Regions from separate parts of the Rattus norvegicus genome. Here region 2 is linked to region 1. A link is a contact called in public Hi-C data. All regions are on one chromosome and are shown on one strand. The core of a region is the stretch at or near the end of the contact, and the rest is flanking DNA. Distances in the headings are between cores, read along the strand shown. Region 1 has its middle 100 kb from the start of Hif1a. Region 2 holds the start of Hif1a (hypoxia inducible factor 1 subunit alpha).

Region 1 (5,075 bases), core at 1,735-4,234:
GAGTATGTATTTATGCTATAGCAAGGTCTCAAAGACGGGAACAGGAATGCTGAGAATTCATTTTTCCCTTTTTTTTTTTTATTATTTGCCATGTCTGGTCCATTTCCCTGTCCCTCCGGTCCTGGCCCTTTGGTGATCTATGATTCCCTCTTCCCTGGTTTCTTTGCCAATGCCTTTACCCATAGTCACAGCATCTTTTAGAATCGTAACGGCTTCTATCACAGGCTGCACTGCTTCTTCCTGATGTTCATGTATGGACATCTACACCACCCATGCTTCTGTAGGTGACATGGAATTTGGTGATTGGGTTTTGAGGGAAGTAATGAAGGTAAAATGGAGCCACATAGATAGCCTCAAAGTTACTAACCTTATGAGAAGAAACAATTAGGACCTAGATACATACAGAACAAAACTGTGAGGACAGGAGAAGTGGATGGGAGAGGCCACTGTCTACAGACCTAGGAGAGAGGTCTCTGGATGCCACCCTCACCTCACTCCCACTGGCATCCAGCATACAGAATTGCGAGGAAACAGTTCTGGGAGGCTGGGTACATAGGTCAGTGGTGAAGTTCTTGTCTGGCTTGTGTAAGTCCCTACATTCTATGCCTAGCACCAAAACAATAATAAACAAACAAACAAATAGGAAAAAATGTTGTCTAAGCTACCTAGCCTATGATTCTTGGCTATGAAACCATAGTGGAATAATACAGCCTCTAATCTGGGCTTCATGTTTTTCTTTCCAGTGTGTGTGTGTGTGTGTGTGTGTGTGTGTGTATGTGTGTGTATGTGTATGGTGTGTGTGTATGTGTGTGTATGTGTATGGTGTGTGTGTGTATGTGTGTGTGTATGTGTGTGTATGTGTATGGTGTGTGTGTGTATGTGTGTGTATGTGTGTGTGTATGTGATGGTGTGTGTGTATGTGTATGGTGTGTGTGTATGTGTGTGTGTATGTGTATGGTGTATGTGTATCTGTGTATGTCTACGTGTATGTGTGTATCTCTGTGTGTGTCTATGTGTGTGTATGTATCTGTGTATATCTATGTGCATCTGTATATGTCTCTGTGTATGTCTATGTGTGTATGTATCTCTGTGTTTGTGTGTGTGAGTGTGGGTGTGTGTGTCTATGTGTGTGTATGTCTGTGTGTATGTGGCGTCTGTGTGTATGTCTATGTGTGTATATGTGTGTCTGTGTGTATCTGCGTGTGTGTGTCTATGTGTATCTGTGCCTGTCTGTGTGTATGTATCTCAGTGTGTAAGTCTGTGCAAGTTGTGCACCAGCATGAGTGTGGAAGTCAGAAGACAGCCTCAGATGTTACTCCTTGCCTTCCATCTTGTTTGAGGCAGAGTCTCTCACTATTTCACTCCTACATACATATACCAGACTGACTGCCTTGCAAGCTTCCAGGGATGCTCTTGTCTCTGCATCCCATATTTCCAGAGGAGCACTGAGAGCACAGGTGTGTGCTACCATACAGTTTTATGTGAGGCTGGGATTCAAACTCAAGTCCTCATGTGCGTGTGTGTGTGTGTGTGTGTGTGTGTGTGTGTGTGTGTGTGTGTGACAGGTACTTTTACCTAATAAACTGTCTCTCTAACCTCCATCCTTGTCCTCTTAAACTGATACTTGTAAATACACTACCTCATCTGACTTTGTCACCTGCTAGCTTAAAATCTTCATAGCACACTCCTCAACCAGGGGCGCTTCCCACAGCGAGATCACTGGTGTATCGGTTCTGTGCAGTATCTCTCTGGCATGAGAGTTTGAGAACTCTCCAAGTCTCCAACTGAGTCTCTACTGTACATTGTGTATTAAAGGACTCAAGGAGTTTTGTCATCAAAAACCTAGTTAACGTCATTTTATCCCAGAGTTTTCTAAGTTTCCTTGTTTCTTAGTAGAACACCTGTCCTGTCTATTACAACTTGCTACTGTGGCACAAAGTCAAAACACTGGTGTGTATAGTTGAGAAAACTTGATAATTAAGTAGAGATCTGATGGTCAGATTTAATAAGCAGAACACAGGAAGCCCAGTTAGATCTGACTTCCAGATAGGTTTAAAAGTTATGTTCCGGTTCCTGAAATTCATATTTGGCTGCTTCTTCTCTAGTTCATCTGGCAACTCTAACTCCACAGGACCCTCTATAACTTACAGTGAGCAGCCTGAACCACGGTGAACTGGAAAAGGCACCCTCCCATCCCCACCCCAGGTAACATACTAGCAAAAGATAGTCAAGTTTGAGTGCTAGCATTTGGTGTTCTTCCTAAATGCAACCAATCTTTATTCACGTTTTAAAATCACACGAGGAGCTTTGAAAAATGTCCATGTTATATTCCCCAGCTAACAGACGTAGGGTACAGATGACTGAGCAGAGAATTGGGAAGGTAGGACAGGAAGGAGAGTGGAGCCAGTGTGTGGCTACACACAGATGCCAGCCCTGTGCTTGACCCACTCAGATACTTGTCTTCTGTCTCTACGACAGTCTCACTGCTGCCCCAGCTCAGTCTTGTTGGTCAGTCAAGGTGAAGAAGGACTTATGGAAGAGCTTGGAGAAGATTTCTGAGCTGTCCTGGATTCCAGCTCTACATTCTATTCCTTTAAAAGGAAATGTCAACATTTCCAAGCAGTGACCGTGAACTCCAGCCCCGTGAGGGTGAGTCAGGACAGGCCTCCCTTGGCCAGGCTCCTGCAATGTGAACTCCCAGCCGGCACCAGTATCCTCCAGAAAACCACTCCCAACCTTGTTGAAATGCTTGGATTCCTCATTCTGCTTCAGTCCAAAGTGCTGGTCTCTGTGTAGCTTTGGTCCCTAGCATCTCTAGATGCTCTGTTACATATCCACACGTGGTTTTAAGTTTCTGCAAAGTGGCTCAGACGTACACATTTCACTCTGTTCTCTCCAGGGTTTTCCGGGACTCTCAGCCCCACGCTGTCTCCTCCCTCCCTGATTTCTGCCCAGTTTTTCTTTGCCAGCGATTTTATGTCCTGTCACTGGCAGACTGGTCAGAAGCACATCGTTAATCATAGCCACGGGGAGAACTTGCCCGGGAACCGCCAAGACCAGCCTTGAATGGCTGACGCCCAGTGCTGCCTCTTCCCTCAGCTCTGAGTTCCATGATATCATTAGCATTTGGCCTGGCAGGTGGCCAATGCCTTAATTGGGGATTCTCAGCTCTCTGCAAGGTTTTTAAATGCTTTGGCGATAGGGGAGGGGAGACTTGTACTTTTCCAGCACAGAAAAGGGGTGCTAGTGGCTAATGGAAGCTTCCAGGAACATCAAAGTTCACTTGTTTCTGTTGTGATAATTGAATGATTTTTGGTAATGTTCCTCCTATAATCGGATTCAAAAGAATTCCTCCTTAGGGTAAAATTTGGAAGAAGAAAATACGAAGGAAAGGGTCAGCTCAGGCAGGGTCAGCAGTAATATCCTTGCAACACGAGGTTCACAGAATTGCATGGGGATATCTGCACTTCGTTTAATAAATGAATCCCTGTGAAATTCATATAAATGGAATTTGTAAGAACTTAAATCATTACAAGTACACAGTGCTGCTGCATTAAGGCAGCCTGACGTGACTCACTTCATAAAGGGAATTGTCGTGATGCAGTACACAGCATCCTCCCCAGCACATTCATCTTTGTTATAAGTTTGAATTTTGCATAGGCTGAGTCTCATAAGATGGGGGCAGGGGTTCCCCTATAATGACACCTGGTCTAAGATCACAGATGTTCTCAGGCTCCGAAGAGGAACTTTTCCAAAGCTTTCTGAGACATGTGAGTAGCTACTAGGACGCCCTGGGAGGTTAAACTCAGACAACTGTCACCCAGAATCCTCCTGTTCTATCTCCAGAGAGATGCAGGGAATTACCAGTGAGTGAGGATGAGAGAGATGATGTCGGACAGGCTGAGGCTAGAAGCATGAGCTGGGGTCACATTACCACAGCTCTACCTTTGTCCTCTAACTGGGGACTCCCAAAGAATTGATATCTCACACATGTTCACACATGTACACACGCACGTGCGCACACACACCCACACAAACACACACACACACTCTCTTTTGATTCCTACATTAAAAAAAAAGACTAACTTCCAACTTTGCCTCAGGAAAGCTTTCAAAGAAAAGGTGTATTTGAGGGTTACAAATACTATGTTATTTAATTCCCAGGTACTTAGTGAGATGGGCAGTACTGTGAGCCCCAGGCAGGTTGCCCACCTGCTCTCTGGTAACCCTGAGTTGATGCGGTGACGGGAGAGGAAGAGCTATGTTCTTTTTTCCTTGCTTTCTTCCAAGCAATTGTGGCTCAGAAGGTGGGAGCGAGAGGCACAGGATTAAACGTGAGAGATGCTTAAGAGGTGTTTAGACTGCGGATGTGGGGTTTTTCTCTGCCTTTCCCCCTTGTTCTTGCTTCCTGCTTCCTGCCTGGAGTGCTGTCAGGGTGGCTAGATTTCTGGCACCAACTTGTAACTGCCACCCCAAAAAGCTACAAGGTAACATCTGTGAAGCAAGAGCAGAACATGCTCAGTAGCTTTGGAAGGCCTGCCTATGGTCTCACTTGTTTAAATGAAAGAAAAGTAAATGATCATATTTAAGCCTGTGTTTACTGTTGGCTATTGTGATGAGCATCTAACCCAAGCCCTACTGGTATCAGTGCTGGGAAGAAGCTCAGGAAGTCTAATTCCCACCCGCGTGTGTCTCCACTTCCCAGGGCAATGGGAACAGCTAGGGGTCCTAGAGCAACTGCCTACCCTTGAGTATTTGTCTAGAATCATAATCTTCTTTGTGTCTGGCCCTGACATCTAGCCCACAACCTGGGTGGGGGTCCTCTACAAGCGCACTGATCGAACACGATGAATAACTGTCCTTCAACCATTCCTCGGGGAACTGTTTCTCAGGGATTGAAGGGTCTTCGAATCTCTCACTCCCCCAGGTTGGCATCAGTACAGGGCTTGTGAGACATCTAAAGTGCTGTCAGATTCTAAAAGAAAAATAAACAGATTGAAAATGACAGATTAAAAATGGAAAGAGAGGCCCCATACAATAAGCTATACTTTAAAGACTGTGTTTTGGATAGTGAA
Region 2 (5,180 bases), core at 2,316-4,815, 99 kb after region 1:
TAGTGAGAGCACCAGTGGAAGGGGAAGCCCTGGGTCCTGCTAAGACTGAACCCCCAGTGAACTAGTCTATGGGGGGAGGGCGGCAATGGGGGGAGGGTTGGGAAGGGAACACCCATAAGGAAGGGGAGGGGGGAGGGGGATGTTTGCCCGGAAACCGGGAAAGGGAATAACACTCGAAATGTATATAAGAAATACTCAAGTTAATAAAAAAAAAAAAAAAAAAAAAAAAAAAAAGAAGCCCAGGCAGGCCACATAGATTGGGTGAGGGGGGCGGGGGGGGGTTAAATCCTTGGCATCTGACCTCCGTGGGTGTGTCACTTTCTGAATGAGAAAGTGTTACTTTCAAATGATCTATTTGTATTTTGCATAAACTCAGGCAATATCCATCTTTACTTCGTTCTGATTCCCATTAAGAAAAAAATTGTATGTTTAATACCCCCATTTTCTAAACACATTCTTCCCAAACTATCTGATTTTTATCATTGTTACTATTACAAATATACAAAGAAAAAGGAGAAGGAGGGGAGGCGGGGCCGGGAAGAGGAAGAGGTGGAAGAAAAGGAACAGCGATAGCAGATGCAAATATGAATGAAAACTGGAGTCACTTTTCAACACTCATCTTCCCTGCACAGTTCGATGTCGTTTAAACTGTGTGCACCTGGGATGTTTCACTTTCAGGAGGCTCATTGCTCCGGTACTTTTTTTCTGAAGTAATTTAAATTCAAGTTTTACCCCGACTCCTTGGTGAATCAGTGCCAATGAGGTTAAAGGTCAACGACGTCATTTCGCAATGTTCTCTTAGACGCCTTAGTAAGGTCTGCAAAGTGAGTTGGAGTGGACCTTGGACAGTTGTGCAGATTATGAAAGGAGGAAAGCAGACTGCTCACCCACATGTACTTATTTGGTAGCAACAGAAATGCATGTGTTAATAGATAGCTCAGAAATAGAGTGGTTTTCATCTTATTCAATGGGAAAATTCGCCTTTTAGGGTTCTGTTGCTAGCAGGATTATCTGAATTAGGAGATAGTAGTTGGCACTTTGTAACTTAACTACTTGGTTAAATATTACCGCTCTCCACAGTTGTATATATTTGTAGCCATGCACAAAATATCATATTTTGTAAACTTTTAAAAGGGAATGGAAACGAGGAAATTGTAATACATAGTCAAAGATAACCTGTTCGCTGAATTATCGTTCTGTTTAAACTTTTCGAAATGATTTTTTAAAAAAAAACCTTTGAGTGAGATAGACCTGCTATTACACGGTGCTCATATTTTTATTCCAAGAGCATTATATTCTATAGCTGTGATCTCTGGCGGGAGAGAAAAGATTGGTGCTTCAGCAACTTCCCTGTTTACAGAGATACAAACCTTCTGGGAAGTTACAATGTCAGAAAAGGGGGCGGGGAGTCTATAAGCATTTGTGCTACCTCAGTTGGCATTTTTTTTTCTTTTTCTTTTTTTTTTCTTTTTTTCGGAGCTGGGGACCGAACCCAGGGCCTTCCACTTGCTAGGCAAGCGCTCTACCACTGAGCTAAATCCCCAACCCCTCAGTTGGCATTTTTGAGCAGTTGGAACCGGTTAATCTACAGAAGCCCGACCAGTTGCCACTAGCACGGATTTGGGGATAAGAAGAACAAGACCCCCAGCATTTAATGATGGCTTCCTATCGCCCTATGTGGTTTCAAGTGCTTTCTGGATGCTATAATCACCCCTAATTCAGGAGCATAAATACCACCTTCTCTCTCTTACAAGTGACTAAACTGAGGCACAGAGAGTGACATGATGGTGAGCACTGGTGCTTATAACCAAGCTCACTCTGAATTCTGCAGCCATTCTTCTTAACACTGTGTTTTCCGGGTGTCACAACAGAAAATATTTCCATGATTAAAAACAAATGAAGGACAAGCAATTATTTTTGGTCTTTTACTCTATCTATCTATCTATCTATCTATCTATCTATCTATCTATCTATCTATACTCCCTGTAGCTCTTTCAGAGGTATGTTCTAGATTCCAAACAAAAATACTGCTCAAGTCAATTTATATAGTCTTAGCTTCTTTTTTGAAGCCAGGACCTTGTGCATACTAGACCACTGCTCTCCGACTGACTAAGCTAAATCTCCAGCTGTGTCTTCATGGGTCTATTGAGAGGCTTTATACATTGTTTATTGTCTTATTAGACCTGGACACCATTTGTATTTATTGGGGGGCGTTGTTTTTGGATTTGAATGCAATTTAAATCTGCCACAGATGTCTACATTATTATACAACCCAACGTTAGATTGTAACGATGTACTAACAAGGCAAAGAAGAGCTATTAAACAGTCAAGTGTCAGGTCAGTTTCAGAGACCTCAGATTCAGATCTCCAACACGTGTGTGTGTGTGTGTGCGTGTGTGTGTGTACATGTGTGTGTGCACACGCAGGTGCATGCAGTGTTCCTTTGTTGGGCTTGGAATACATTAAAATTAAAAAAAAAAAAACTAACAAACATCATACCCACAGACCTAACATTCATGCTTCCAAAGACCGACCAAAAGTGATTGCTTTAATCCATAGTTCCCAGCACAGCCGGTGAGCAGTCCTGTCAAGGTCTGTAGGTTGGAGGATGCATTCTTCCTTCTTTCAGTCTAAACAGTGAACTTTAATAAACTCAGTCTGAAACAATTCTTGCACCTTTTCTGCATCTATTTAAGATTATCTTTGTCTTTTTTTTTTCAAAGCAACATAATAGCAAAATAAGTCTACTCAATGCTTTTTCCTGCCTTGTCACTCAAATTCAGGCTTGTGCTCTCACTTATTGAAGCTGTTATTTATGTGTAAATTAAGATAGTTTATTTTAAAATGGCCCTGCAACTTCACTCGCCTTGAGAGGTTTTGCAAGAGGGATTTGTTTTATATTTTTATTTGCATTTGCTCAGTAGTCAAACTTTGGCCCAGAAAATCGTTAATGACTTGGAGACTTCCCTTGTTCTGTGGCAGAGAGCAGAGACTGAGCTTCGTCCGGTCACCTGGGAAGGAGAGACCCCACTCTAACAGCAGGGGGCTGGCTGCCAGAACACAAAGTTGGCTGTTTTTGCAACTGGAAACTCAGGAGGGATGGGCGGGGACCCGGTCCAACCACGCAACTAAGGAGTAAGCGAGCCTCAGACAACTCCACAGAGAGCAGGGCAGTGTGAGCACGTTCGGACACAGGCTTAGCATCCCACTTGCTCCAGCAGCGCCTCCCAAGGCCAGACGCAGCTTTCCATTGAAGGCGCAGAGTCCCCAGACCTGGGCTCAGCCGCACCCGTCGGTCGCCCCTTTCTCTTCTCTCCCTAGCTGCACACAGACGAGCACGTGAGCTGGGCAGCTCGCCCCAGCTGGGGCTCAGCTGACCTCCTCCTGATTGGCTGAGAGCAACGTGGGCTGGGGTGGGGCCTGGCCGCCTGCGTCCTTTCCCATTGGCTCTCGGGGAACCCGCCTCCGCTCAGGTGAGGCGGGCCCGCGGGTGCGCGCGTCGGGCTTAGCGGGCGCGCGCAGCCCTTTGCTCCCCTCCCCTCGCCGCGCGCCCGAGCGCGCCTCCGCCCTTGCCCGCCCCCTGCCGCTGCCTCAGCGCCTCAGTGCACAGAGGCTCCTCGTCTGAGGGGACGCGAGGACTGTCCTCGCTACCGTCGCGAGCAGTGTCTGGCCAGGCCTTGACAAGCCAGCCGGAGGAGCAACTAGGAACCCGAACCAGAGCCCGGCGAGCGCAGCCTGCAGCTCCCGCCTCGCCGTCCCGGGGGGGTGTCCCGCCTCACACCCCGCCTCTGGACTTGCCCCTTTCTCTGCGCGTGAGGACAGAGCCGGCGCTTAGGCCGGAGCGAGCCCAGGGGCTGCCGGCCGGGAAGACACCGCGGGCACCGATTCGCCATGGAGGGCGCCGGCGGCGAGAACGAGAAGAAAAAGTAAGCCGGGCCGCCGCGTTCTGTGGGCTGGCCTTTTTTTGTCTCTGCTCCCCTTCCGTCCCCCCCCCAGCCTCACGCGCCGGGCTCCCCCGCGGTCCACGTCGCCATCTTGGCGCGGGGGGTGGGAGTCGCGGGCCCAGCGCTCGGCGGGGCTGGGGTCTCCGCCCCGGACACCCGCCCCGCGCCTTCGCAGCCCAGCCTGCCCCGCGCGCTCATCCGGCCGAGCCGGCCCCGGCCGAGTACGCCCCTAGCTCCCGCGCCTTCCCGCCCCGGACCTCCGCGTTTGCCGCGAGCACCGGGCCCCGGGCGGACCCTGTGCGCGCTGCCAGCTTCCTGGGGTCGAGGCCCTCCGAGGCCGACCCCGGGCTCCCCGGAGCCGCCTCGTTGTACCGCGGCCGCCGCTGCCTTTGTAGGTTAGGGAGTTTCTTCGGGGGGCCGGAAGATGCTAACTTTCTAGTTTGCACGTGCAGGTTTTGTTGGAAACACTTGCCACCATCAGAGTAACGGGAATTTAGGAAAATGGCATCATTTTAAATAACTTACAGTTCCTACAAACTTGTGTTTGCATCACCTGTCAGGAGAGCCCAGACGTTATGTATGAATATGAGTATGCCTCGTTCACTCCTGAAAATAACTTACCGATAGTTTCGGTTAAACTTAGGCCGATAATTTAATGAGATGGGGTGGGGGGTGTATATAATGAAAGCAAATGAAAACCAGCAGTTAGAATGTTGCAAGTTTATTGGAACACCTGCAAAGAATTGTATCCAAAAAAACATACATCCGAAGTGAGAAATCGTGTGTGAGAACTCAGTGTAAGTTTATGAAACATCCTGTGGTTTGAGTCTGAGAACATTATAGGCTTACGAGTGCAGCTAGTAGTGGTAAGATCGATCCCTGCCGCCAGCACACAGTTTTGTCTACTTCGATATTTTAACCTTGAGAAAATCAGTTTAAGAAGTTGAAGGTTTGTTGTAAGAGCTGTGGTTACAAGGCTGGCTTAATTCTTAAGTCCTTCCAGTCTTCTGGAAGAGATTAATTCCCCTTATCCATATCCGCAGAAGAGATAAATGTACTCATTTTCTTGCTCTTCTGTACATCCCTTCCTTGCCTTGGTCTTTATTCCATAGAACGTCCAGGTCTTGGATGCACCAAAGAAAGCACTTTGAAAATGTTTTAAAGTGAGCATGCAAGTCTAGACTTAACTCCAGGAGTTACCAGAATTAGTTGCAATTAATTTCGCAGAAGTGACTA

What was found. A called contact is a pair of places that touch in the nucleus more often than the background predicts.
Region 2: a contact with region 1 is called in a Hi-C map of liver, with 1.8 times the contacts expected there. The contact joins the promoter of Hif1a here to the enhancer-like site in region 1. A contact is called at or near these places in 2 of 12 Hi-C or Micro-C datasets (the Rat2 cell line and liver).

The regions. Positions count from the first base shown.
Region 1 is chr6:98,257,552-98,262,626 of GRCr8, forward strand. No RefSeq gene overlaps it. Among named protein-coding and RNA genes, the nearest start is that of Hif1a, 100 kb to the right of the region's middle. Within about 2 kb of position 2,985, at least 23 of the 93 cell types and tissues checked have an H3K27ac peak or open chromatin away from gene starts, as enhancers often do. A contact at or near this core is called in liver, where this site is marked.
Region 2 is chr6:98,356,333-98,361,512 of GRCr8, forward strand. It overlaps Hif1a (hypoxia inducible factor 1 subunit alpha), which reads left to right and starts at 3,566. Exons shown (of 15, transcript NM_024359.2): 1 at 3,566-3,926. The coding sequence starts at 3,892.